Linked DNA regions of Mus musculus: all the other regions are linked to region 3. Evidence: chromatin contacts called from public HiChIP or PLAC-seq and promoter capture Hi-C data. All regions are on one chromosome and are shown on one strand. Each heading gives the region's core, a stretch centred on a gene start, on an enhancer-like site or on the middle of the called end of the contact. The rest is flanking DNA. Distances are from core to core; before and after follow the strand shown. Region 1 overlaps Slamf7 (SLAM family member 7). Region 2 holds the start of Cd244a (CD244 molecule A). Region 3 holds the start of Vangl2 (VANGL planar cell polarity 2). Region 4 holds the start of Itln1 (intelectin 1 (galactofuranose binding)). Region 5 holds the start of Ly9 (lymphocyte antigen 9). Region 6 holds the start of Cfap45 (cilia and flagella associated protein 45). Region 7 holds the start of Slamf7 (SLAM family member 7).

Region 1 (3,733 bases), core at 577-3,076, 400 kb before region 3:
GCCAGCTCTTTTGCTCTCACCACAAATCTATTTAAAATGTCTTCCATTCTGCTATACAGTGAACATTTTCTTAAATTGAAAAGCATTTGGAAAATGAACACACACACACACATACACACACACACACACACGTACACACACGTACACACACGTAAGAGACAAACTTGTACTCTCTCCAGCAACCAGTCTTAATAGTTTTGATGTATTTTCTTTCATTTGTTTCATACACATAGATTTATTTTAAATATACTTCATATTAACTGAAGGGCAGAGAAGAGAATTGGCTTCTCTCCCTCTTCCTCTCCTTTTTATTTATTTAGGAACAGTGTCTCATCTATCTCACCAGCCCACTCCCCCCCCCTCGGCTTGTTAACACAGGAGTCTTGAGTTTCTGACCTTTTTGCCAACACCTGTGGAGTGCAGCCATTACAGCCACACACGACGACACTCAGTTCACACCGTGCTTGGGCTGCTTGGGTTTCTTGCAAGGCATGTCTTTCAGTGCAGTGGTACTCATGGAGCGCATTCAGTTCTGCGTGTTACCTTTTCCACTTGTGATGCCATGACATTTTCTAGCTTTACACAAATGTATGACGTGTCCTTCCCTCCCTCCCTCCCTCCCTCCCTCCCTCCCTCTCTTCTTTCTTCCTTCCTTTCTTTCTTTCTTTTTTTTTAGACAGGGTTTCTCTGTGTAGTTCTGGCTGTCCTGGAACTCACTCTGTAGACCAGACTTGAACTCAGAAATCTGCCTGCCTCTGCCTCCCAAGTGCTGGGATTAAAGGTGTGTGCCACCACCACCTGGCTTTTTTTTTTTTTAAAGATAAGGTCTTATATAGTCTAGATGGACCTCAAATAATTCTAGATGGACCTAGATGGTCCTTCTGGCTAAGATTATAAGCAAGTTCTACCATAAATTAATTTTAATTTTCACAAAAAGTAAATGCATAAAACCAACAATTAATAATAATAATAATAATAATAATATTGACAGCGTCTTCCTATACAGTCCATGCTGACCTCAAATTTGTGGCTCGCCTTTCAGTGCTGGGATTATAGGCATAGATCCCCCACACCTGACTATAGAACCTGTGTTTAAAAAATTTAGCTTAATTACATTATTTTATGTGTATAGACATTTTATTGGTATGTATATGTATGTACCGTGTACATGCCTGGTGCCCATGGAAACCAAAGGAGGGCACCAGATGCCCTGGAACTGGAGTTACAGATGGTTGTGAGCCACCTCCTCAGTGCTGGGGATTAAGCCTGAGTCCTTTGGAAAACCAGCCAGTCCTTTTAACTGCTGAGCTGCCTCTCTGGCACTCTGCCCTGCATTCTTAAAGCCTGTGCTCTTAAAGCCTGCGCTCACGTAACCCTCATTTCCCACCTCACTTTTAGGCAGTCTCCAGAGTGTGTCTACTGCAAATAGCAACACAACACATGTTTTCTGTATGCGAATTCTGCAGTGCCTTTAAAATGATCAATACAGAGGACGTGGGTCATGGAGATAAAACTACAGACTAAACTACAGATAAAACTCACAACCACCTGGACCAATGTGAAGCCCTGGCTTCTTCCGGCCATACTGTAAATAGTTCTCTTCAGATGCTGCTCTGCGCCTTACCTCTCACCTTTGAGAGAATTTCAGGGAACCCTTCCTTAATACGTACTGATTTTATTTAAATAATATTTTATTTATTCATAAAAGTAAAGTAATAAACACAGTAATTAGCACACAGTGCTTAGTAGCATTCACAACTGTGCCTTGGACAGATGCCTAGGCAGCTCTGGGCAAAGCCTAGCTCAGCTCTTTGTGGTTATGACAGAGTTGCCACGTGTTGGGGAATACATCCTATTTTTAGCTTTCACTTCCCCTCCCATCAGCTCAAGACAGCATCTTGGCTTCTTCTCTTTTAAACATAGATTTGTCTCCTTGATTTCATATCCCTCAACCCTGGAACCTTAGTTCCCTTTCAGCATTCTCATGAAGACATGTAGTTCTTGTTCTGGGAGCACATCAAATACACACACACACACACACACACACACACACACACACACACACACACACACACACACCCTTACTCTACCTGTTCCCATGTCTCTTCCATGACACTAGAAAAAGAAAATAAGATTTTTTGGGGGAGGATATATGTCTGTTTTACCTAGAAGACTAACCTAGTAGAGGTTCTCAATAAAGACTCATTGGGAACAAACAAACAAACAAACAAACACAACTGTAAAGGTTTTCAAGCCATCAAACCCCAGACTCTATCTGTGATGCTAGGTCTTAGACTAGATCAAAAATTTGTATGCAGGCTATTTCTCTATTTTTAAAGATGGACTCCTCTGTAGGCTCAGGGCGTACACGGTTCCCTTGGAGCATGTAGGTATAGTTGAAGTCCAGATGAGGGGTCCTTGTCCTCCATCATCTGCTTTAAAGGACCTCAAATGGTACCAGACAAACATAGGTGTATGTTTGGATTTTCTGTCCTTGTGCATTTTGGCCATTGGTACCTACATACCCTTCTGGGACTCCGTAGTTAGTATTTCTGTGGCGCCCTATAAAGTGGTTCATGAGATATCAAGCAAGAGTGAGTGTATTGCAACAATCCATGAAAGTGTAACACAGCACCTGGCTCATAGCTGCTGGTTCCATTAATAAATTAATAGACTTATTTGGAGCAATTTCAGGCATCTCCCAGTCATTTTCTCTGGGCTAACTGACAGATTCAGTCACACTGGCAGAAAGGAATACAGATTCTGGGTTTGAGGAGAGTTCTCAGCAATTGGACGATGAACCTCAGAGTCCAAAGAGGCTGAGAATAGCTTATTCTGGAAGGAAGTGGTATCAGCTACCACACTGCCAAAATCCTGGCAGGAGCAACTTACAGGGGAAGGGCCTGCTTTCGATTTTGAGTTCTAGAGGTTATAATCCATTGTCATCAGAGGCATGGCGGCTTTAGGGGCTTGGCCTGTGTTGGAGGGAGTTTGCAATGTCTGCTTCTTCATAACATGGTGGACAGGATTCTGCCTGAGGTGGAGCAGAAGGCTTGCCCAGAGCCAGGAGTGACTGTCACTTTCTAGGCCTGCCTCCTGGAGACTCACCGTCTGCAGACAGACTCTATCTTCTATAGGGTCTACAGCACCCTTAAATAACACCAAGTGTTGAACCACACAAGCCCGCAACCTTGAATCTTTTCGACTCAATCCATAACACTCCCGTCTTGGCTCACAGGTCTTGGCTCAATATGCCTACGGTCATCACACAATGCAAAACACATTCCATCTAACTTCAAGAGTCCCTAGCCATAACAGTTCAATGTCCAATGTCTTTTATGAGATGTAAGGCAAAGTCCTAGTTGTGAGCTCTTAAAAAATAGAAAACTCACATACTTTCAATGCACAATGGCAGAGGAAACATTCACATTCCAAAAGGGAGGGATGGGGCGTGGCAAAGAAAGAGCCAAAGATAGGAGAAAACTCAGCAGAGAGGTATAAGCCTTGAAGCTCCGTATCTGGCATCTTGGGTACATGGTATCATCATGTATGTTCCAATGGGTTTGAGGAGGCCTGTTTCCATGACCTTCCAACCAAAACCACACGTGGCCTCTTTCTCGGGTGTTTTCAGTGCCTGAAAATTTTCTTAGTAGATGCTTTATGTTCTGGGCAGCTCCAGCATCCTTTATGTTTTAGGCAGCTCCAGCATCCTGGAGTCTAAACTGCAAGTTAG
Region 2 (3,676 bases), core at 922-3,421, 470 kb before region 3:
TTCTTTTTAAGATTTAATTATCATTATATGTAGGTACATTGTAGCTGACTTCAGACGCACCAGAAGAGGGTGACAGATCTAATTATAGGTGGTTGTGAGCCACCATGTGGTTGCTGGGATTTGAACTCAGGACCTTTGGAAGAGCAGTCAATGCTCTTACCCACTGAGCCATCTTTCCAGCCCAACATTCTACTTTCTAATACTACCATACAGTTGGTTACATTTTAAGATATGAACTAGAAGGGTGGGCACAAACATTCAGATTCATTTATTTATTGATCTTTTATGTCAATAATAAATAATAAACAAACAAACAAATCAGAATGTTTGATCCTAGCTCTCAGAAGGCATAGATAGACAGATCTCTGAGTTCAAGGCCAGCCTAGTCCACAGAGATAATTCAAGGACAGGCAGAGTTATAAAGTAACCCTGTCTTAAAAACAAAAACAATAACAAATAAAAAATAAAACCAAAAATCTCTTTGGGCTGGAGAGATTGTTCAGCAATTTAGAGTACTGACTACTGTTCCAGAGAACCCTGGTTCAACTCCCAGCACCCAAGGGCAGCTGGTCTGTAATTTTCAGTGCCAGGAGATCTGATGCCTTCACACAGACATAAATGTAGGCAGAACACCAATGCAATGAAATAAAAATAAACAAAAAGATTACCATACAAAGTAAGGGGTTTTATTATAGCACTTTCTTTTTTCTTTTTTTTAAATTTATTTATTTATTTTATGTATATGAGTACTCTATTGCTCTCTTCAGACACAGCAGAAGAGGGTAATCAGATACAATAACAGATGGTTGTGAGCCACTATGTGGTTGCTGGGAACTGAACTCAGGAACTTCAGAAGAGCAGTCAGTGCTCTTAAGCCATCTCTCCAGCACTTATTATGGCATTTTCACACCAGTATATTCCAGAGCTTTCTATTCAAGCTCTCAAGGATAGCTATTAATTTGGTGCTGAAAACTATCTTGAAGGGAAGCCAAGTTTCCATTTCCATGTATTGCTTACCTTCAGGGGGAAGATCATAGATTTGTGTTTGTGTGTGTGTGTGTGTGTGTGTGTGTGTGTGTGTGTGTGTGTGTGTGTGTGTGTTCACTTGGGCATGTGTGGAAGTCAGGGGTGGAGTCCATCCTCCCTCTTCATCAGGAGGATTCTGGCGATTATGCTCCGGCTGGCAGGCCTGATGATGAGCACCTTAACCCACTGAGCCATCTCGCTTACCCAACTGCTGTTGACTGTGAGGACTCAGAAAGCAATTTGGTCAGCACTACACAGGTTGCAAGTTGATGAGCTGGAGTTCAAGTCCAGGTCTTTGACTCCAAATTGACTGTCTGTCTGGTCCAGAGCATCCGTTGCTTGCCACCACTGGCAGCCACCTGTCCTATAAAGGCCGCTCTTGCTCAGTGTTGGTCGGGCTAGAAACAGATCAAAGAATGGAATGAGAGGATGGGCTTGGGAGAACCACACGTGTTTGTTGCTAAGGGGAAAAGAAGAGGAAAAGAGCAAGAGGCCTGGCTTCTGGATATGGCCTTGAAGTAAAGGGTCCTGAGGGAGTGGGGTTCGGGGTGGGGTGGGGTGGGTACCACTGACTCCACCCCTCCTTGGAGTTCAAAGGATCTCTGCTGCCTGCTCTTCTACAGGATGAATCCAGCCACGGAAGGGGGTGAGCACCACAAAGCGTTTCACATCCTTTGGTTGTGGAGGGGTGAAAGGAGGAACACAGTTTGCATATGTTGAACATTTGAGATCAGACTTCCTGGGCTCATGAGATTTTTCCCAGCAAGTCTAAATGTTATGTCTCTTCCTTAATCACCCCATATGCTCTTCCTCTTCCACGTTAGTACCTACTTACTCAGGGTTCTTCTTCTCAGGCCACCCTACCCCTAAGTTCCTTCAGACTTCTGCTTCCACGGTGTATGCTGGTTTGGGGCAGCCTGGAATAATGACTGTTGGTTTTCTTTCCCACCCTGTGGGAGCCACTAAGAATTCAGCACCAGGCTGAGGAGGACCAAGGGCTGGGATTTTGCAACTGGTTTTTTGTGAGTCACTGTGCACTCTGAGTACCCACCCACTGGAGGCATCTTAGCTTGTGGGAACCCACGTGGAGGGACTGAGGCTTTCTCGGTAGCCTTGTCAGTGCACAGCAGAAGTGAACAGCCTTCAGTTGAGGAAATTGTGGCTGGACAGGCAGTGAGGTAGTTCTGCTGTGTCCTGCTGACAGTTAGCTGCGAGCCTATTGACATCTGAGCACCTGGAGAAGACAGGGCCCCCGTAGTCTGCTCTGTCCTGTGGTGATGTTGGGGCAAGCTGTCCTGTTCACAACCTTTCTGCTCCTCAGGGCTCATCAGGGCCAAGGTAAGGATTTTTGTGTTGGTGTGGGATGGGGCCTGGCATACACCCATGGGTGCCTGAGTGTGTGAGGGAGATCAGAAGTTAGAGCCTCTGATTATGCCATTTCGATAGTCACCTGGAACACAGAAAGCCAGAGGAGAGGTTAGAGAAGGTGGTCCAGGTCCTTAGGGCTATTGTAAAGTGGGTGGAGTTTAGTCTGTATGAAAACTGTGGAAAACTGGAGCGATGTGTGTACAAGCCTTCTCTGGAGCAATGTGTGCATTAGCTTTCCCTTTTCTCGCTCTGGGAGTGGATTCATCACCAGCCATAGCTTTTTCCTTCATTCCGACACAGTTTCACACAAACACCACCTTGTCATTGTCACCTTCCCCACAGAATTCGTGTCCATTCTGAAGAAAAGGATGGTCTGGGAGTTGTGAGGAGTCCCTGGATGCTTTGGGTCTGGGTGAGGTAAGGTAGAGAAAAGAAGGTAGGACAGGCAGGGTCTCACGAGTCAGCACAGAGACTGCTCCACTTTGGGTGGGTTGGGTTGAGCCTTGCATTTCTCAGGGACTGTTTTCTAGTTGTCACTGTGCTGGAGGGGACCCCGGGAGTCCCTCTAGCAGGCCCAACTCATTTGCATTCAGCTTCTGGTCACCTTACCTCCTCTCAAATGAGGCATGAATGGAGGAATCTCTTCCTGAGGAAGAGATTTTGGCTCAGGACTCAAAGAGACTCTGGTTCAGTAGAAGTCACCCCAGGGGCAGCCAGATGATGATGACAAACCTTTCTTACTAAAGTGTGATATCTGCATATCAGTGTACGTGTCAGTGAGTCACTTTTCTGATGACTTTGGGACAATCGTGCGTTTATGTCCACTCATTGTCTACTGTCTTTCCCATAAACATAAGCAATATTCTCACTCCAAATCTCACAGATTAGTTTTGCCTGGATGTACGTGGCATCCCATGGTATGGGTTCCTGACTTCTTTTACTTGACACTTCTATGACGTTTGTCTATGTATCTTATCTCTTTGATGGGAGTTTCCAGTCCCTGCATGCCATGCATCTGGGTGAGATAAGACAACTCCATCCCAGGCTTACACCATCCTCTGCTCACTCTCTTGAGGGTGAGCACCTGATCTTTAAAATGGTTTTACAGTAGTGCCATGAGCCTTTCTGTCACACAGCAATACACCTTCAAGGTCACATCATGGGGTCTAAGTGTCTATATTCTTAGTGGGTGTTGTCAAACTGTTTCAGGAATGTTTGAGCCATCTAGTACATGGGATTTCAAGTTGTCACAAGGCAACTGGCATTTTGTTCTGTGTGCCTG
Region 3 (3,468 bases), core at 910-3,409:
ACACATATACACACACATATTCACACACACAAACACTCCATCCAGAGTGTGCTTCTAATTTTTAAAAAAACTGCAGGATAAACTACTTGGACCCACTTGCAGAAACTCCCAGAGAAGCACCCCATGTCACTTTATCGACCCTACCGCTCCCTGCCAGGCCTCATGCCTTGGTGTATGCCGCTTCTAGCCTCCAGCCCACACCCCTCAGGATCCTAGAGGCAAGGCAGAGTTGGAGGGCTCTGAAGTAGCCACCTTCAAGATGGCTTTCCAAGAGAGCCGTGGCCTCAAAGAGAGTAACTGGGTCAGAGAAGCCAAGCGTATGGCCTCAAAGGGCACTAAAGCCCAGCCTGTGACAGCGAGGAAGGCCACTATTATGTCCTTGACTCCTGAACCCCAAAATTCCTTTAAGACGACTGGGCTCCTCCACCTCCCCAGCCCCCACAACACACACCAGCTCCCAGAAAAGTCCATCTCCCCAAATAAACATCACCTAAGACAACTCACTACTCACTACCCCCCCCCCAATGCACAATCCTCACAGGGGTCTCACACACTCAAGACACTACCCTTGAATCTAGGCAGGGCCATTCAAATCCTGCAGACAGCCTTCCCTGTGGGCTTTCTGCCAGGAAAATCTGCCTGCAGAGACAAGAGGTACCCCCAATACACACTCAAAATACACACTAGCAAAGACGAGCACATATCCACAGCTATCCATCAGTACAGGTTACTCACAAGAGCACAGATTCACACACACACACTCACACCCCTTCCCACCACACAGGTGCATACACACCTACCCCATATATGCCTACCACCCATTCAGCTTTTATAAACCCACCTTCTCTAATACCTGCCCATCTCTTTCCCATAAGCCCCTCTCTCAGCACATACACACACAGACACACACCCCTTCCCTTGAGTATACACACAAATACATACCCAAATACACAGCAGATGTGTGTGGTCAGCTCTCTCTCTCTCTCTCTCTCTCTCACACACACACAGAGAGAGAGAGAGAGAGAGAGAGAGAGAGAGAGAGAGAGAGAGAGAGAGAAACATCTACACATCCAAACCCAGGGCCCACCTGCAGGAACACGCAGTACGTCAAAGCGTATATGCACACACACACACACACACACACACACACACACACACACATACACACACAAAACAAAGAATCATGCATACTGATCCCCCAACCAACCCTTTAAAACTCACTAATGCAGTGCTTAGGACCTTCGATGAGTAAATAGGACAAGGGACAAATATGATGTCGTTGGTTCCCCACACACACCCCAACACACATTCACCAGTATCGCCGCAAGTCCCATCCTTGGGCTACACACACACACTGCTGTGCGGGGCCATCTCTCAAGGATCCACTCTACCCCCTAAACACATACCTGCCCCTTCCTCCCCACACTCCAAAGGTGTGTATGCATCCCTACATACCTTCAGCTTCCAATACCTCCAGCCTCCGATCCTTCCACGGCCTCTCCCACCACCTCCAACACACGCTACCCAATCCCCGGCTTCAATGGGTTCCCTTGGGATCGTTCAGGCGCCCGCCCTGGGCCCCCCGGCCCAGGAAAGTCCCCGGCTCTTAAGGCCTGGGCTCCGCCCCTTCCCCATACGCCCCTTCCCCTCCCCAAAGTTGGGGTTACTCCGCTGTGCAGTGGAGGACAGACCGGAAGGGGGTGCCTCAAGCCCCCCTTCCCCCAGAAGCCATCCTGCTTTCTCCAGGGCCGGGCGCTCCCTGGTCTTTTGCATGGTTTCCTTCTTTTTTCTGTTGCTTTCTTTCTTTCTTTCCTTTTTTTTTTCCGCAAACTTTGCCCGCGCCCCCGCGGCCCGCCACTCACCCGCCACTGCGAACAGCCCGGTGGACTGGGCGCACGCCCCACTCCGCTCCGCGCCTTTGTATCCGCAGCGCACCCGGTCTTTCCGAACTCCGCGCTCCAGAACCGGCAGCGCGGGCGATGGGGGTTGACGAGGGGGGCTCCTGAGGTCGCTCACCCCGGCTCCGTCCCAGACCACTCGCCTGTTTCCCCCTCGAGGCCCCGGGGGCAGGGGGCCGGAGGGGACTGCAGGGCACTCAGGCTCCCATGGCGGGACCCAGAACCAAGCAATCGGGGATCAGGAATCAGATCTGGAGCCGGCGGCGGAGGGGGAGGGGACCAGAGGGGGAGGGGACCAGAAGGGGGCAGGGGGCGGGGAGAGAGCTCCCAGGTGCCGCCTCCCGGCTGTTCCCGCAGCCGCCGCCCCTCCCGCTGCTGCGTCCATTGTCTGCGGCCCGGCTCTTCCCCGAGTCGCGGCACCCCCAGCCCTGCGCCTGGCCATGCCCTGCGCCCTCTGGATCCTGGGAATCCGCTCCTGGCTTCCAGACCTGGCCAGGAAGGTGTGCTCGAAGCTGCCTCGGCTCTTGGCTTTGGTCCAGCCCGCAGCCCCTCTTGGAGCTGTCTTCTTCGACCCCCGATTGAAAACCTTTCCCCTAGGCCCTGATGTTGGCCATATTCTCTTCTTTAGAACCACAAACCTGGTCTCACAAACTCCAGTGGAATCTGAGACGTGGGGAAGATTGGTCCCCTCCGGCCTAGAACTGCGAAAAGGGTCATCCCTGATATTAATTAGTGACAAGAGACAGGCCCCTCTCCCATGTATACGGTATTTCCCTGACACCATACCCCTCCTTCTTCCAAAAATAATTTAATTACTCGGTGTTCTAGCTGTGAGCGAAGACCGCCTAGTCAGACTGGGACGCTCACTCATTAACACGTTTTCCTCCCCTCTGGTTTGAGTGTTGGGATTAATTACAAAGGGAATCCTGCCCTAGGGGAGAGGGGGAGGGGGAGAAGACGAGGGCCCGCGACTTGGGGCACCAGAGGAGAGGGGGGCCTTCTCCCAGGAAGCCTAGAGAGAGAGGAAAAAAAAAAAAAAACCCGGGTGGATGCGGAACTCCAAAACTTTTGGCTAATTTAGCTTTGCAGGTAGGACCCAGGGAATGTAGGCTAGAATAAAATATCTGGCACATTTAGGGCATTTCCAGTTCAGAGCACACTAAGAAACAAACCAGTTAGAGTTGCTAAAGTGCCTAGGAACCCAACAGGGACGAGCCCACCATAAAGTAGCTGTGGGAAGGCCAGGTTGCCCTCGGAGTGAATGAAAGCAAAAGTATTATTACATTATTACATTGCTGCTAGTACTATTTACCTTGTAACCTGCCACTTACCTAGAACAGTGCCGCTTCAAAAGCATCTTCGAACACGTTTCCACACCCCCACCATCTCCACCTTCCAATTCTGATACCTGCCCCTCCCAACCCTGTGATTAAGAAATCCCAGAGAAGGCGACTCCCAGTCTCTGTTCCTTTCTCTAATGGAGTCTTCCCTAAAACTCAGGCACATCTCTGTTATACATTCGAACCAGTCCCCAAATGAGGACAGATTGTCTTTGTCCGCATATGGCTGT
Region 4 (3,404 bases), core at 22-2,521, 490 kb before region 3:
CTGAGTTCTTGTAGAGAGTAGGCCTGAAGAAAATGTTGTCTGGGCACAAACTAGACCATGATTTTGGCTCTGAAACCCTAAAGCTACAGTCCTAAGCTTGAGGAGTGATTGGGACAGAACACAATTCTTGCTAAGCTTGCTAACTGACAGGGAAAAGACACAGTTTTGTAGATGTTTCCCATGAGCCACAGACAGGCACAGAGACTGGACCAGGACTCAGGGTCTCAATCTCACTGCCTCAGGACGGTTTCTTCCAGAGGCATTAAGCACCCACCCTACATCTCAAAGGCATCATCTCAATGGGGATGGTTGTATTTGTATGTTCAGGAATATAGAGTATATATCCACAATTAAGGAAAAGAGGCATACTTTGCTGAGAGTAGGGGTTTGGCGTAGTTGGGAAGGGCTGGAAGGGATGATAAAATGAGTGGAAAATTAATACAATTGTTTTTAATTTAAAAGAAAATTTAAAAGGCATGATCAGCTGGTCTGCGATGTCTTTAAGTCCAGCACCACACAAGAGGCTGAGGCAGGCAGATCTCTCAGTTTGAAGCCAGCCCTGTCCACAGAATGAGTTCTAGGACATCCAGGGCTACACAGACATATCCTATTGTTGGTGAGCATGATTTCTGGGCCTCAGAGACCCAGATCCTGGGAGCAGCCCAGTCTAGTGTGGTTTGCCTCTAAAGCTAGAGGTGACTTCAAAAGTGGGTACCTGAGGCAAGACTCACCTGCACTGCAACCTCTGGTAGCAACCATGATAAACAGCAGGAATCCCAGTTGGGTCATGGTGGTCTAGAGAAAAGCAAGATGAAAGTCACTTTATTCTGACATTTTCCCATTATTCCTGTCTCAGCTCCTAGCTTCTCCTTCAACTACTCAAAGGTCCCTTTGTGGTTTTTATTTTATTTTTTTTTATTATTTTTATTTTTATTTTTATTTTTTTCTTTTGGTTTTTCGAGACAGGGTTTCTCTGTATAGCCCTGGCTGTCCTGGACCTCACTTTGTAGACCAGGCTGGCCTCGAACTCAGAAATCCGCCTGCCTCTGCCTCCCGAGTGCTGGGACTAAAGGCGTGCGCCAGCACGCCCGGCCCCTTTGTGGTTTTAAACTCAGTACCTTCTGGATTTACCTGTGACTTGAGCCAAAATTCTCTCACACCACTACCCCCACCTCCATATTCCACAAACAGCAGTCACCTTCCCTCTGCACCAGGCAGGAGCTGAGAGTTGCTAGCTGAGTAATGGCAGGAACCTTTCTCTGCTGAGGCTCCTGCATGTGTGAGACTTTGGTCCTTTTATGGGGAAAGCCCAGTGAGGCACAAACTTTCCTCTTGGCAAGATGCCCTATGTAGATACAGCATCTTATTACAGGGTAATTCTGAGATTAGTGGGCCCTAAAAGACAAATATTCAGTGTGGTCTACCCATATTGTTCCATATTCTAAGAGGTGATGTTGGGTGTTAGTTTTCAGCTTGTATCTTTCCTGTAAATTATATATTTCTCTTAAAAAAATCCTAACATCTACCATAATCATCATTCATAGGAAAAGGAAATATTTGCGAGTGCTGGTGGTGGTGGTGGTCATTCATAGGAAAAGGAAATATTTGCCAGTGCTGCTGGTGGTGGTGGTGGTGGTGGTGGTGGGTTTTGAGATTGGGTCTCATGTAGTCCACTGTCTGGAACCATGCCAGAGGAACAGCAAAACAGCTTTAGAACTCGGGTTCAGCCTACCTGTTAGCACAATCACAATGGGTGTGCCATGGAGAGTCAGAGCACGGAGGACTACTTTTCCAAGACAGGGTTTCTCTGTGTAGCCCTGGATGTCCTGGAACTCATTCTGTAGACCAGGCTGGCCTTGAACTCACAGAGATCTGACTGCCTCTGCTTCCTAAGTGCTGAGATTAAAGGCATGCACTGCAACTGCCTGGCTCCTTTTTAAATTTCAGTTTCATATTGTTTGATGCGTGCACATGGAGAAACACACCGGTTTTCCTATAGACTTTATAGCTAGCAAAAATATTCTGTTGTTCATTATCTGCAGGTAATTTCAGATTTCCTATACAACAGATATCTTATAGGAAAACAATAACTATTGTTTCTTCCTTATCAATCCCTAAGCCTTTCTTTCTCTCCTGTTACAAGTATCACCTCGTAAATGTCTCCAGTACCATGTTGAATAGCAGAAGGAAATGACATCCTTTCTCATCATACAAGGAAATATTTCAGTGCTGTGCAGGTAAATATAATGGTTTTTATTTATTTTTAAGATTTATTTTAAGGTTATGCATGCATGTATACATGCATGTATGTATGTAAGATTATGTGCATGTATGTGCAGGTACCCCAAAGTCCAGAAGCTATCACATCCCAACAAGCTGGGGTTACAGGCAGGTGTAAGACAGCTGAAAAGGATGTTAGGAACCGAATTCCAGTTCTTAAGGACTGAACCATCTCTCTACCCCATGTTGCATATTTTGTTATAAATAACCTTTATTGGGTTTTGAAAGTTTCTTATTTGAGTTTTTACAAAAGAAAAGGTCATTTTTTTTTTAATTAATGAATTTGTGCCTATGGGTTGTGTCCACTTGTTCCTGAGTGCATATGTATCCACACACTTAGTGACCAAAGGCTGGCATGGGCTATCTTCTTCAATCATTTTCCACCTTTTTTTTTCTTTTCCATTTTTTATTAGGTATTTAGCTCATTTACATTTCCAATGCTATACCAAAAGTCCCCCATAGCCACCCACCCCCACTCCCCTACCCACCCACTCCCCCTTTTTGGCCCTGGAATTCCTCTGTACTGGGGCATATAAAGTTTGCGTGTCCAATGGACCTCTCTTTCCAGTGATGGTCGACTAGGCCATCTTTTGATACATATGCAGCTAGAGTCAAGAGCTCCGGGGTACTGGTTACTTCATAATGTTGTTCCACCTATAGGGTTGCAGATCCCTTTAGCTCCTTGGGTACTTTCTCTAGCTCCTCCATTGGGAGCCCTGTGATCCATCCATTAGCTGACTGTGAGCATCCACTTCTGTGTTTGCTAGGCCCCGGCATAGTCTCATAAGAGACAGCTACATCTGGGTCCTTTCGATAAAATCTTGCTAGTGTATGCAATGGTGTCAGCGTTTGGATGCTGATTATGGGGTGGATCCCTGGATATGGCAGTCTCTACATGGTCCATCCTTTCATCTCAGCTCCAAACTTTGTCTCTGTAACTCCTTCCAAGGGTGTTTTGTTCCCACTTCTAAGGAGGGGCATAGTGTCCACACTTCAGTCTTCATTTTTTTTGAGTTTCATGTGTTTAGGAAATTGTATCTTATATCTTGGGTATCCTAGGTTTTGGGCTAATATCCACTTATCAGTGAGTACATATTGTGTGAGTTCCTTTGTGAATGTGTTAC
Region 5 (3,710 bases), core at 733-3,232, 420 kb before region 3:
TGAATGAGACCAGACATTCTCCTTCTAAGCCCACTGGCTAGCAAAGCCATTCATTCATTCACTTATGCATTCACCCACTCATTCACCAAACTCTCTTCCATGAAAGTAGCTATAGTAATCCATAAACCGTTTCTTCTAAACTTCTTTTCTAATTGGGAAATTACTCAGGCTATGACTGGGTGAATTTCTGAAGTTTTCTGAGAGTCAGCATATTGATCTGTAAGACTGATAGATTCATCAGAGCTACGTCATGTACAAGGGATATTCTGATAAAACTTCAATGAAAGCAGGTTGTTGCAAACTGTAAAGAGCTAGAAAAGCAAATGACATCATCTCTTTAAAAATAAGATGAATAGGACGATGCTTAGAGGAGTGGAGAGATGGCTAGGTGAGTGATAGAATAAATAAAGTCACTCCCTGGTAGAACCTAGATGCTCAGCATGGGGGGAAAGCTGTCACTAAGAGTCTAGAGAAATAACAGTTATTTCCGAGGGACTGTTCCATGCCACTGTGCTAAGCATGACTCTCTCACTGTTTTCAAGCTTGAAAATGTCTTTATCAGCCTACCTTCCATCATCTAGGAGATCCCAGACTGTCTTTGGCTTAGTCATGTCAAGCTTGGGGTTGGGCAGAGATGGTATCATTTGTTTTGCTTTGTTTTGGTTTTAAGTACAGTCCATATTTCTGATAAATATTGTTATCAAAGCTTTTAAGAGCTCAGGTGTTTGGTCAACACAACTCATTTTCCTATGAAGACTCTGCGGTATCTGTTGCATGACCCCAGTCTAGATCCCCCGATTCCAGGGCTCCTGAGGCTTTGTAGAGTACTCTAGGAATTTAGATCAAATCAGACAAGATCTGAATCCTGGCTACTTCAAGAATTCTGGGTGCAAAAATTATAAGATAAAAAGAAGACAAAGAAGTGTAGCTGTAGGGCTGGAGAGATGGCTCGGTGGTTAAGAGCACTGCTGTTCCAGAGGTCCTGAGTTCAATTCCCAGCAACCACATGGTGGCTCACAACCATCTGTAACGGGTTTTGATGCCCTCTTCTGGTGTGTCTGAAGAGAGCAATGGTGGTGTAGTCATATCATAAAATAAATAAATAAATCTTAAAAAAAAAAGAAGTGTAGCTGTAGCCTAAAGGGAAAGGAAGAGAAGAAGGAGAAGGAGAAGGAGGAGAAGGAGGAGGAGAAGGAGGAGGAGGAGGAGGAGGAGGAGGAGGAGGAGGAGGAGGAGGAGGAGGAGGAGGAGGAGTCACGTTGTCTAGGGTCACCTGGGCATATGAAGCTTCTATGGTCCAGGGGATACAAGAATTAAGACAGGAAGTAGAAAGAAAATCTAACAGTGTTTGTGCCCCCGGAGGCTGCAAGGTGGCTTGTCATCAGAAGGGTTTGCTCTGATTGCTCTGTGAATTTGTATACATTACACAGAAAACAAACCGGAGACAGTGAGTATGAAGGAAACATGGTTTGAGACTGGGCTAGAATATTACCTCCTCATGGTGATTCAATGTGTTTGTTCTCTCTCTCTCTCTCTCTCTCTCTCTCTCTCTCTCTCTCTCTCTCTCTCTCTCTCTCTCTCTCTCTCACACACACACACACACACACACACACACACACTGCATACATACTCTTACATATGTACAGTTCTCAAAATAAAGTATAGTTGCAGAGTACTTACCTAAGGAAGGTAATTTCCTGATTTTACCACAAGAATCTATCTTCCGGGCAGAAGCCCAACCTCAGAGACCGCGTGTAGCAAGCAGAACTTACCCATGAGTAGGAAGAGGAGAGGAATCCAAAGAATGGGAGAAAATATCTGCTGCTGACTCATTCTTGGATTTTCAGAGAGTGGACCTAGAGCCCAGTCACACCAATATCTCTTTAGATCCGCCATGATGGTGTACTTCCAGATTTCAAATTAAAGGAGATGCACTTACCACAACTTCCTGAAGTATGTGAGTGCACGCGCATGCGTGGTTTGTGGTGCACGGTTTGTGGCGTGTGTGTGTGTGAGTGTGTGCATGTGTGCATGTGTGTCCCAGGAAGAGCTGTTTATATTGAGCACGACAGACTCCTGCATCTGCTCAGACTGAGGGAGAGGTCCCAAGCACATCCAGATCCTGCAAGGAAATTGTAAACCAGTGCTGGGCTTCACTTGTTTCAGTATCAAAGATGAGCTCTAACCATGAATCTAAAGATGTCTACTAAGTATCCTCACTTCTGGACATTACTGTCCTCTTCTTGGATTCAGGCTGAGATTAGTGGCTTCTTATAGTGAATAGATGTGACAGAGCTAGTGATATGTCACTTCTGAATACAGGACAAGAGAAAGGCTGTGGCTTCCATCTCTTTCTTTCCCATTTCCAATTCCCCCATTTTCTTCTCTCCTTCCTCTAATTCATGTCATGTGTGTGTGTGTGTGTGTGTGTGTGTGTATGTATATGATATATATATATATATAATGTAGGTTCTACATAGGAAAGAAATTATGAATATCTTTCTGAACCTGGAATATTTCCCTCAATATAATGATCTCTAGTTCTGTTGATTTTCTTGAATGTCTCATTTTCTTTATAATTGAAGAAAAATGCTGTTTTGTTCGTATACGTCATTTTTCCTCTATTGATGAACATCTAGGCTGAGTCCCTAAGTTGGTTATTGTTAATAGTGCCTCAAGAAATGTGGCTGAATATCTCTGCCCTATGCACAGGGATTTTGATTTATGATGCAGAAAAGAATTTCAGGACAAGTCAGTCAGAAGCAAAGTTAGTTTAAATGAGAAAAGAATGTGCACTCTAAGAGAGATGGAATCCAGGGTGATGTGTACCTCAGTACCTTGGCAGTAACTATACATATCTGATTTTGTGGATTTTGGAGTTACATTGTTTGAACCATACAGGCTATACATGGGGTTAAAGAGTAAGTAAAAATATTCTGGTATGCATATTTTATATAAAACATTTTCCTTTTGTAGATGAGATTATGAGGTGGTGTGTAACTTTCATTGTGTCGGTTTCCAGATAAGAAAGGAATATTGACAAGATAAGAACATAGACCACAAGACTCAAGGGAATTCCCTCTGTGTGTGGGTGGCACAGAGGTCAACATTGTATTTTGACTGTAAGCATGATTCATTAATTGTCTTAAGAATCTTGGTTGTGGTATTTTCTCAGAAAGGGGAACATAAATCCTTTGCAGGCCATCTTACAAGTGGCTTCATGAGCTGTGTTGAGATTTTTGACTCTTAGCCTGTATGAGATGGGTGAGATGACTTATACCCAGTGAAGTCACCCTTTCTTGAGTTTTCCAATCAAACAACAGAGATTTCGTAAATCAATCAATTGATCAATGTCCAATGGAGAAATCAGCTTACTGGGTACATCTGGCTTGATCCAGCTTTAACTTCCCTCCACCATTATTCCACACCAGCAGTGCCTATTGCTCTAGATGTTCCTTGAATCCGTGAAAAGGCTCCAGGAAGTTCTTTTGGGGGGTAGTGTTCCTTCTCTATGGCTCACACTGGGGATTTTCCCCTGGTTAGGTCTAAGACAGCCATGGGTAGGGAAGCTGGGAGAAGGGTTTCCAAAGCCTTCCTCTGCCTCCTCTTCTTCTGCAGGGTTGCCTGAGTCCTGAGGAGAGGGATTGGATGAAGACAACCGAATTTGAGCTGAGTGTTTTCTGCTGTCTTGCTCTCGACACATTGCTTGG
Region 6 (3,470 bases), core at 267-2,766, 490 kb after region 3:
GGAAGTTTTCCTAGCCTGGAAGAGTCATAACTGTATGTGCGAGTGCGCGAGTGATGGAAACCACACCAGCATGTATCACTAAATCCAGAATAAATGTTTCTTTAAATCAACTTACATTGCACAAATACATGACTAAGCAGACATATTGCTCAGGGCTTTGCTATGAGCCTCACAGTGGCTCACACCAAACAGCAGCCTGGAACGAGGCACTCCTAACTGGGAGATACCTTCAGGCAGAACACTGGGGATCGATTTCCTGATGGCTCACTTGTCACCCTCCTCTCCCTGCCTTTAACTGTTCCTGCGGTGTGGCAGGAAGAACACATCCTTTGTTTTGCAGTGCCCTCTTTTTGGCCTTACTTTGCTGTTTGGTGTGGGGGCTAATAACTGCCTAAGAGAGGTGTGGCTAGTAATTGGATTCCCAAGGAGATAAGAGTTGAGGAATCCTGGAAATGAGCTGCACAGCTTTTTGGATTAAGCAGCAGCGATGGCAGCAGAATAATCGGTGGTGGTGGCGGTGGTGGCGGTGGTGGCAGAAGATTGTCTCCCTTCCTCTACTACCTACTACTAGGGTTTGTCAACAGTTTTCCACACTTAGGTTGGAGTAAGGTTCTCTAAGACAAGTTTGGAGGGAGACTTGGGGGTCTGGAGAGACCAAGAGCTCAGAAAATAAACATCTGAGAAAGAAAAGCAATCCCTGGTTGGTAGGAGGTTTTGTGGGGTGTGGGATGTGCAGGATTCAAGGACTGCTCAGCCCTGTCCTGTAGATCTTACTAAGGTACAAGGGACCAAGGTGAAACTGTGAAAAATCTTAAATCCTGAAATTATTCCCAGGAGACGTGTTAAAAGCCAGGTTCCCCTAACTTCCTGCCATGGATTTTGACTTTGTTTAGGGTAGGACTTACATTTTGAGTTTGTTTATTTATTTAGTGAAATACATTGCTAAGCTGCCCAGGTTGGTTTTGAACTTCCTGTCTTAGACTCCTTGTATTTTCAGTTAAGTCCCTCAGATCTAAGCTTGTGAGACCGCATACGCATCTTCAGGGCTAGAAGTGTTCTTTGGTCTAGTCAGACTCCTTCCTACTGTGGAATGTGTTTGGTTTAATGCTGCTTGCCTCTCAGCAGCCTGAACTCTCATCAGGTTTGGTTTGAATCCTCCCGGAACCCGGTAGCGGTAACCATGGTAACCTAGGGTGGAAGGGTCTGTGAGGGTAAAACCAGGATCCTCGGCTTAGCTCTTGGGGTCTTGATAGTTGAGCCCTCCGGGACCCATGGAAAGTAGACCCTTTAAAGTCTGAACCTGGCTTGAACTGGGTTAAAAGCCAAAGTGGACATGATGGGCGTATCCAAAGGGCGCAACCTTCAAGAGCCTGGTTCCAGCTACTCTAGGGCGGGAAAAGGTTGAGGGAGGGGTTCCTGCTTCTAAACTACCTCGTGACTGCTCCAGGAATTGGGCGGGGCGAGGGCGGGTCTAAATCGCTGAGTGCTAGTTCTTGGGTTGCTATGGTAACGCGTCAGCTCCGGCGGAGCCGGTGGAGGTGCCTGCAGCTGAAGCGGCCGCAACGATGGTGAGGGTCTGGGTAGCTGTAGTTCTTGAGTCCTGAAGTGGTTTGGGGCTCTGAGAGGGAAAGGTGGAGCTTTCTCTAAGAGTCTGGGGAAGACAGGAAGTTCTGGGAGTGAGGACGGGACGACGGCTGGAAAGGAAGTCTCAAAAGACTGGTAGGGTTGAATGGGGGATGTGCTGCACCTTCTCCCCCATCCTCTTGAGCTGAGTCCTCTTGGGCTGTGACGTGAGATGTTGAGAAGAGCACCCGTTAGAAGACCATAACCAGCAGGGTGATCATGGGAAAGGCACCTAATGTTTCAGAAGAGCCTCTGTTCTCACTGCGTGGGAATGATTTGGGCACATCATAAGCATTAGTGAATGAATGAATGAATGAATGAATGAATGAATGAATGAATGAATGAGGCAGGGAATTCCTGGGGGAATGATTGGGATAAGTCTGCCAGTCCTGATATTCTTTGGATGGCGGCGGATGGTCATGGTCATAGACTGTGAAGACCAGCAGGGCCTCGCAGGAGCCTGTGTTGGCTCTGAAGTGTTAGGGGAGTCTGCGGACAGGTGTCGGGGCGTGTGGTTACTGGAACTTACTTGAAATGGCTGGCCACTTGGGTGGCTGAGGTGGATATCTGGGTTGTCTTGGTAGGCCTCCTTTAGTCTCAGTGTCTGTCTTGCTCTTACGGGATTTAGTGGGTTTCAGAAGAAGCTGGGTTCCGAACTTCTGAGGACTCCCTGGCGTGCAGGGATGGGGGTCCCTTTTGGCTGTACATTTTACTTAACTGTCTTCCCTCAGCACAGCAGTGTGTGTGTGTGTGTGTGTGTGTGTGTGTGTGTGTGTGTGAGAGAGAGAGAGAGAGAGAGAGATATGACCTGACACTATGCCTGGTACCAAAGGACAAGTGTTAGAGGTAAGTTCTTCTGTCCTGTGTTAAAGGTGCCTTTTTCCCTAGCATTCAAGGGAATGCTAATCTCTCCCAAGCCCAGAGATTCCCACCCAGAGACCACTCAGGACAAGAGTTTGCCAAACTTACTGACCCTAACTTACTGGAATTTTCCTTTGGATAGGAATGGGCATACAGACATGTCAGGGGGCAGTGGGTTTGAGTAATCACCAGCAAGCCAGGAGTGTGTGTATAGTGCTAATCACAGCTTTTTGTTTGAGAGCATGGAGGGATGAGAGGTGGTGGCAGCAGGGAGGCTCATAGACAAGCTTCCAGAACTCCCCCAAAGAAAAGGATCAATAGATCCTATGGAGGGAGAGGCTGGAGGCTCATCTTCAACCCTGGTGTCAAGTTACCGGGATATGTCACAGGTGGGCAGCCTGGTCCATTTAAAGAAAGAGGACAACCAGGTGGATCACTCATAGCGAGAGGCAAGAGACCTGATGTGAGGGAATCCCTCCTTTCCCATAGCCAAGTCTGTGGAGTGGGAAGTACTCCCAGGCCAAGAATCTGAAGCCGGACTTTGTCAGCCTGTGTTGACTCTGTGTGCGAAAGAGGAACTGGATCTGAGTGGGAAGGAACGTCTAAGAATGAGCAGCCTTTGTCTTTGTTCCCTTGACAGGTGGTGGTGTACTTACGTCAGGGAAACTCCACACCGACCTATTCCAGTCCCGGCTTGCCTTGTCTTGCTTGAGTTTAAGCCAAATCCCCTAGATCCTGTCATATACAGATACTTTGTTCTCAACTAGAAATAGTTATGTATATAAATACTGTGTTTCTTGGTCATAAAATAGTTACCTATCATTGCAGAAAACTATTCAATATAAGAAACATGATAGTTACACTCACCCAAAATGCAGGGACCAGAGGGCAGTGGTGAACCACCCAAAATGCAGGGACCAGAGGGCAGTGGTGACATAAACGTGCGATGTTATGCCCGGCTTTATTTTATTTTATTTTTTTTCTTC
Region 7 (3,309 bases), core at 617-3,116, 370 kb before region 3:
GAGAACAAGGCAGTTTTGGCTAAGGGTAGAATGAAAGAGAGAGAGAGGTCAAGTAATACAATGAATCCTAGGTCTCAGAAGCCGAGGCCACGGAGACCCTGCAAACTGGGCTAACCTATGCTCGTTGGGAAGCCAATGGAAAGGAAATTGAGAATTAAAGAATAGAGAGAAGGAGGAGGGAAGAGAGTAAAACTGACAGTAAGTGCAAGAGAGAGCTCACAGTAGGACAGCACTGTCTGGTGAAGGGGGCATGGCTTGAGTGTGAATGAAGTCCAGCCCTTCTAGTCTCAAGTGTCTTGGTGGTCCTTCCTGCGGTCCCAAATGCCTGTTAACCCCTGAATGGTTCCTTGTGAGGCTGGGTCACACATGCTGGCCTCATCGTGGGAAGTGCCCCCTGGTGGGTCCTTTCCAGTTTTTGCTGGGTCACTTGGAACCTGGCTGGATCTTTGTCCCCCAAACTGCACAGGGTTCTGTCCAAGATTTCTTCCCTACAGTCTAAGGTATTTTGCTGATAGTCAGGTGGCGCTTGCTTCTATGTCCTAAAAATGAACTTTATGGCTGGTCTTAGACTCTCAAACTTCTGACTCAGTTGGAGTCTTTAGTTTTATTGGTATCTCTCTTTCTTCCCTCCCTTCGCCCCCCCCTTTTTTAATATCTCAATCACAAGTGTGATATGAAAGTAGAAGCTGGGAGACTGGGCTGGAATGGTCTAAATGGGGGTGGTGGGTATGGTGGTGGTGGTGGTGGAAGGGAGTGGCAGATGGGGGAAAACCAAAAGGAAAGATTGGAAACTTAGTATTTCATAAATGTATTTAAAATGTAATAATTAGAATTTAAACAAGGTTACCCTGTATGGGTGGCCAGAATTGAATGGAAATACCAATGTCAGGTGGACAACATCTTGCCAGTTGTCTGTCAGGGAGGTTCAGGGAGGCCCAGAGGCTCCCAAAACAGGACAGGCTATCACCACTGCTCTTGGTTGCCCACCAGAATTTGATGGTAAGACCCCATTGCTAAAGAGACCAAGCACATACTTTGGATACAGAACACAGAGAAATCAAGCTGGAACTGAACTGGAGGTCTCCTCCCTGCTGGCTAGCTTTCACAGCTCTGCAAGGCGCTATGCAGGCCGCTGGGGGAGAAGAGTCACGAATAGTCTTACCTTTGAAGGTACAATCCTGACCTACCTGACACCATGTCCCCATTGGTACCATAGTGGTGTGATTATGTCGGAATAGCCAGTTACTTTCTGATTGGATTTGAGGCCAGCCAGAAAGAACCCATGTTTGATACTATAAACTTAGTCCAGAACCTGTGGCTGGGTGCTTCAGGACCTCTCAGGGGGAACCCGTTACTGTTGCTTTGCTAAATGGACATACTGTTAAATTGCCTTCTAAGCACTCATGTTTATACCCACAAGTTAGCACTACTTTCAGCCTTGCTCAGAGATGCCACTGTGGGCAGTGGTTAGTTCAGAGACTCATACCTGGTCAAAGTCCGGAGAATCAGTGATGGAGTACTCAGCTTTAAGCAAGGCGTCTGTATCAGGGCTCAGGAAACACTGTGGAAGAAGGGGTGGAAAGAATGTAGGAGCTAGGAGACAAGGAGGTGTGCTGTGAAATGACATCTTCCCATCATGACACATTTCATGGTTTGCTGCAGAAGCTCTGCCAGGCTTGGGCCTTCAACATTTCATCATGGGTAGGAGTGAGGCTCATGGAGCCCTCCCCTCCCCAAGGGACTATTGGCAGTTAACGGTTTCTGGGGGAAGGAGTGTCGTGGTCTTTGATGTTGTTACCACCAACAAATAGCAGATGCTCTAATAACCGCCCACTAGTGCTCATGTAGGTAACCATAATTAGATTCTGTGGATCACACACACACACACACACACACACACGCCAAGCGATGTGAAGCCAGGTATGACTGTTAGGGAGCAGAGTCCAATCAGAGGAGGATGGATGGGAGAGTAACAGGTGTGAAAGTGACTAAAACTCACCATATTTGTGAGGAAACTGTCAACGAACAATCTCTTTAAAAAAAGAATAGAAAACAAAGATGCCCGTTACTGAGAGTATAGTGTAGGTTCTCCTGCTCTCTCGCTCTCTCTCTCTCTCTCTCTCTCTCTCTCTCTCTCTCTCTCTCTCTCTCCCTTCTCTCCTCTCTCTCTCTCTCTCTCCCTCCCTTCTCTCCTCTTTCTCTCCTCAAAGGCTCCATAAACCCTCCAGTCTATCTGGGACAGACTGGGATTTCCTCTGTTCAACTTTTATCAAAGTGGAGAGGTGTTTTTTGTTTTTTTGGTTTTTCGGTTTTTTTTTAACTATTTCCCACCTCTTCTGATGACTTTTACCAACTTTGCTCAGTGTATTTTCCAGAGATTCATCAGGTCACGCCTGTGTGTTATCTACCATCTTTCAAAAGCCTGCCTATATATCTTTCCAACATGGCTCATAGACAGTTATTTGTTCATCTTGACCTAGTTCAATTAAGAGCCAGAGGTGTATTTTTTTCTAAGTACATCCTATTAGCAAACATTTCCTTAGCAAAGCCAGGACAATAACCCACATCAGTGACAACAATTCCTGTCATACTATATCCTATCATAGACATTAATGAGTATTGCTTGCTTTTGTAACACATTATACAGATGTGGGCAATGATAGAAATAATAGTTATTAGAAAACATTGTAATTTTGATTCCTGAAATTCTTGCCAAACAGAATGGAGAGGTGGAAGAGCCTAATCATATAAATTGACCCAGAAGGGGTTTGGGTCACTCAGCTCATAGCTTTCCTTGTTCCTGTAAATGACCAGACCAAGATCTTTTGTGTAATATGGAGAGAATTATGAAAGGGAAAGAGGCCCAGATGAAGTCAAATTAGGTCACTGAAAAGTCCTGAGGTGTCCCCTAAGGATTCCGTGGACAGAGATTGAAAAAGAAAGAGTAAGAAAGGAAAACCTGGGGCTGGAGACATGGCTCATCGGTTAAGAGCACTGGCTGCTCTTCCAGAGGTCCTGAGTTCAATTCCCAGCAACCACATGGTGACTCACAACCATCTGTAATGAGTTCTGATGCTCTCTTCTGGTGCGGCTGAAGACAGCTATGGTGTACTCACATACATAAAATAAATAAATAAATCGAGAGAGAGCAGACAGAGAGAGAAGAGAGAGAGAGAGAGAGAGAGAGAGAGAGAGAGAGAGAGACCTGCCCTTGAGAACTAACCTCAAAACAGCAGTCCTGGCCAGCACTCTGTCTTCTCCGTAAGATCCTATTCTGTCGTATTCTCTTTCGTTCTTTGGCATGAATCT

Evidence for each region. Promoter capture Hi-C pulls out the DNA fragments that hold promoters and counts their contacts. HiChIP or PLAC-seq counts read pairs in DNA pulled down with a chosen protein or histone mark.
Region 1: a contact with region 3 is called in a promoter capture Hi-C map of the HPC-7 cell line. The contact joins the enhancer-like site here to the promoter of Vangl2 in region 3. A contact is called at or near these places in 3 of 39 promoter capture datasets (the C10 cell line, the HPC-7 cell line, HPC-7-derived erythroid cells and 1 more), 5 of 115 datasets of contacts at active chromatin or transcription factors (the 230-238 cell line, bone marrow-derived macrophages, large pre-B cells and 2 more) and 1 of 9 other capture datasets (liver).
Region 2: a contact with region 3 is called in a promoter capture Hi-C map of pre-B cells, with 2.5 times the contacts expected there. The contact joins the promoter of Cd244a here to the promoter of Vangl2 in region 3. A contact is called at or near these places in 12 of 39 promoter capture datasets (3T3-L1-derived adipocytes, the C10 cell line, the HPC-7 cell line and 8 more), 4 of 115 datasets of contacts at active chromatin or transcription factors (embryonic stem cells and stem cell-derived neural progenitor cells) and 2 of 9 other capture datasets (adipose tissue and liver).
Region 4: a promoter capture Hi-C map of the HPC-7 cell line shows a contact between it and region 3. The contact joins the promoter of Itln1 here to the promoter of Vangl2 in region 3. A contact is called at or near these places in 4 of 39 promoter capture datasets (the HPC-7 cell line, cranial neural crest, hematopoietic stem and progenitor cells and 1 more), 1 of 484 Hi-C or Micro-C datasets (bone marrow-derived macrophages), 2 of 115 datasets of contacts at active chromatin or transcription factors (both in embryonic stem cells) and 1 of 9 other capture datasets (liver).
Region 5: an H3K4me3 HiChIP or PLAC-seq map of stem cell-derived neural progenitor cells shows a contact between it and region 3, with 3 times the contacts expected there. The contact joins the promoter of Ly9 here to the promoter of Vangl2 in region 3. A contact is called at or near these places in 4 of 39 promoter capture datasets (the C10 cell line, the HPC-7 cell line, HPC-7-derived erythroid cells and 1 more), 1 of 15 datasets of contacts at CTCF or cohesin (large pre-B cells), 4 of 115 datasets of contacts at active chromatin or transcription factors (the 230-238 cell line, embryonic stem cells, large pre-B cells and 1 more) and 1 of 9 other capture datasets (liver).
Region 6: a promoter capture Hi-C map of embryonic stem cells shows a contact between it and region 3, with 4 times the contacts expected there. The contact joins the promoter of Cfap45 here to the promoter of Vangl2 in region 3. A contact is called at or near these places in 4 of 39 promoter capture datasets (the C10 cell line, the HPC-7 cell line, embryonic stem cells and 1 more), 2 of 484 Hi-C or Micro-C datasets (both in embryonic stem cells) and 1 of 9 other capture datasets (pancreatic islet).
Region 7: a promoter capture Hi-C map of the HPC-7 cell line shows a contact between it and region 3. The contact joins the promoter of Slamf7 here to the promoter of Vangl2 in region 3. A contact is called at or near these places in 5 of 39 promoter capture datasets (the C10 cell line, the HPC-7 cell line, HPC-7-derived erythroid cells and 2 more), 3 of 115 datasets of contacts at active chromatin or transcription factors (the 230-238 cell line, bone marrow-derived macrophages and large pre-B cells) and 2 of 9 other capture datasets (embryonic stem cells and liver).

The regions. Positions count from the first base shown.
Region 1 is chr1:171,629,820-171,633,552 of GRCm38.p6, forward strand. It overlaps Slamf7 (SLAM family member 7), which reads right to left. Exons shown (of 8, transcript NM_144539.5): 8 at 2,584-3,733. Among named protein-coding and RNA genes, the nearest start is that of Mir7683, 10 kb to the right of the region's middle. Within about 2 kb of position 1,827, at least 83 of the 459 cell types and tissues checked have an H3K27ac peak or open chromatin away from gene starts, as enhancers often do. A contact at or near this core is called in the 230-238 cell line, the HPC-7 cell line, bone marrow-derived macrophages and 2 more, where this site is marked.
Region 2 is chr1:171,557,022-171,560,697 of GRCm38.p6, forward strand. It overlaps Cd244a (CD244 molecule A), which reads left to right and starts at 2,172. Exons shown (of 9, transcript NM_018729.2): 1 at 2,172-2,364. The coding sequence starts at 2,304. It overlaps Gm35200 (a long non-coding RNA gene), which reads right to left. Exons shown (of 5, transcript XR_373705.3): 3 at 1-1,424.
Region 3 is chr1:172,025,136-172,028,603 of GRCm38.p6, forward strand. Vangl2 (VANGL planar cell polarity 2) reads right to left here and starts at 2,160. Exons shown (of 8, transcript NM_033509.4): 1 at 1,863-2,160.
Region 4 is chr1:171,534,023-171,537,426 of GRCm38.p6, forward strand. Itln1 (intelectin 1 (galactofuranose binding)) reads right to left here and starts at 1,272. Exons shown (of 8, transcript NM_010584.3): 1 at 1,199-1,272; 2 at 732-795. The coding sequence starts at 789.
Region 5 is chr1:171,605,428-171,609,137 of GRCm38.p6, forward strand. It overlaps Ly9 (lymphocyte antigen 9), which reads right to left and starts at 1,983. Exons shown (of 10, transcript NM_008534.3): 1 at 1,773-1,983. The coding sequence starts at 1,896.
Region 6 is chr1:172,519,614-172,523,083 of GRCm38.p6, forward strand. Cfap45 (cilia and flagella associated protein 45) reads left to right here and starts at 1,517. Exons shown (of 12, transcript NM_027972.1): 1 at 1,517-1,568. The coding sequence starts at 1,566.
Region 7 is chr1:171,651,171-171,654,479 of GRCm38.p6, forward strand. It overlaps Slamf7 (SLAM family member 7), which reads right to left and starts at 1,867. Exons shown (of 8, transcript NM_144539.5): 1 at 1,487-1,867.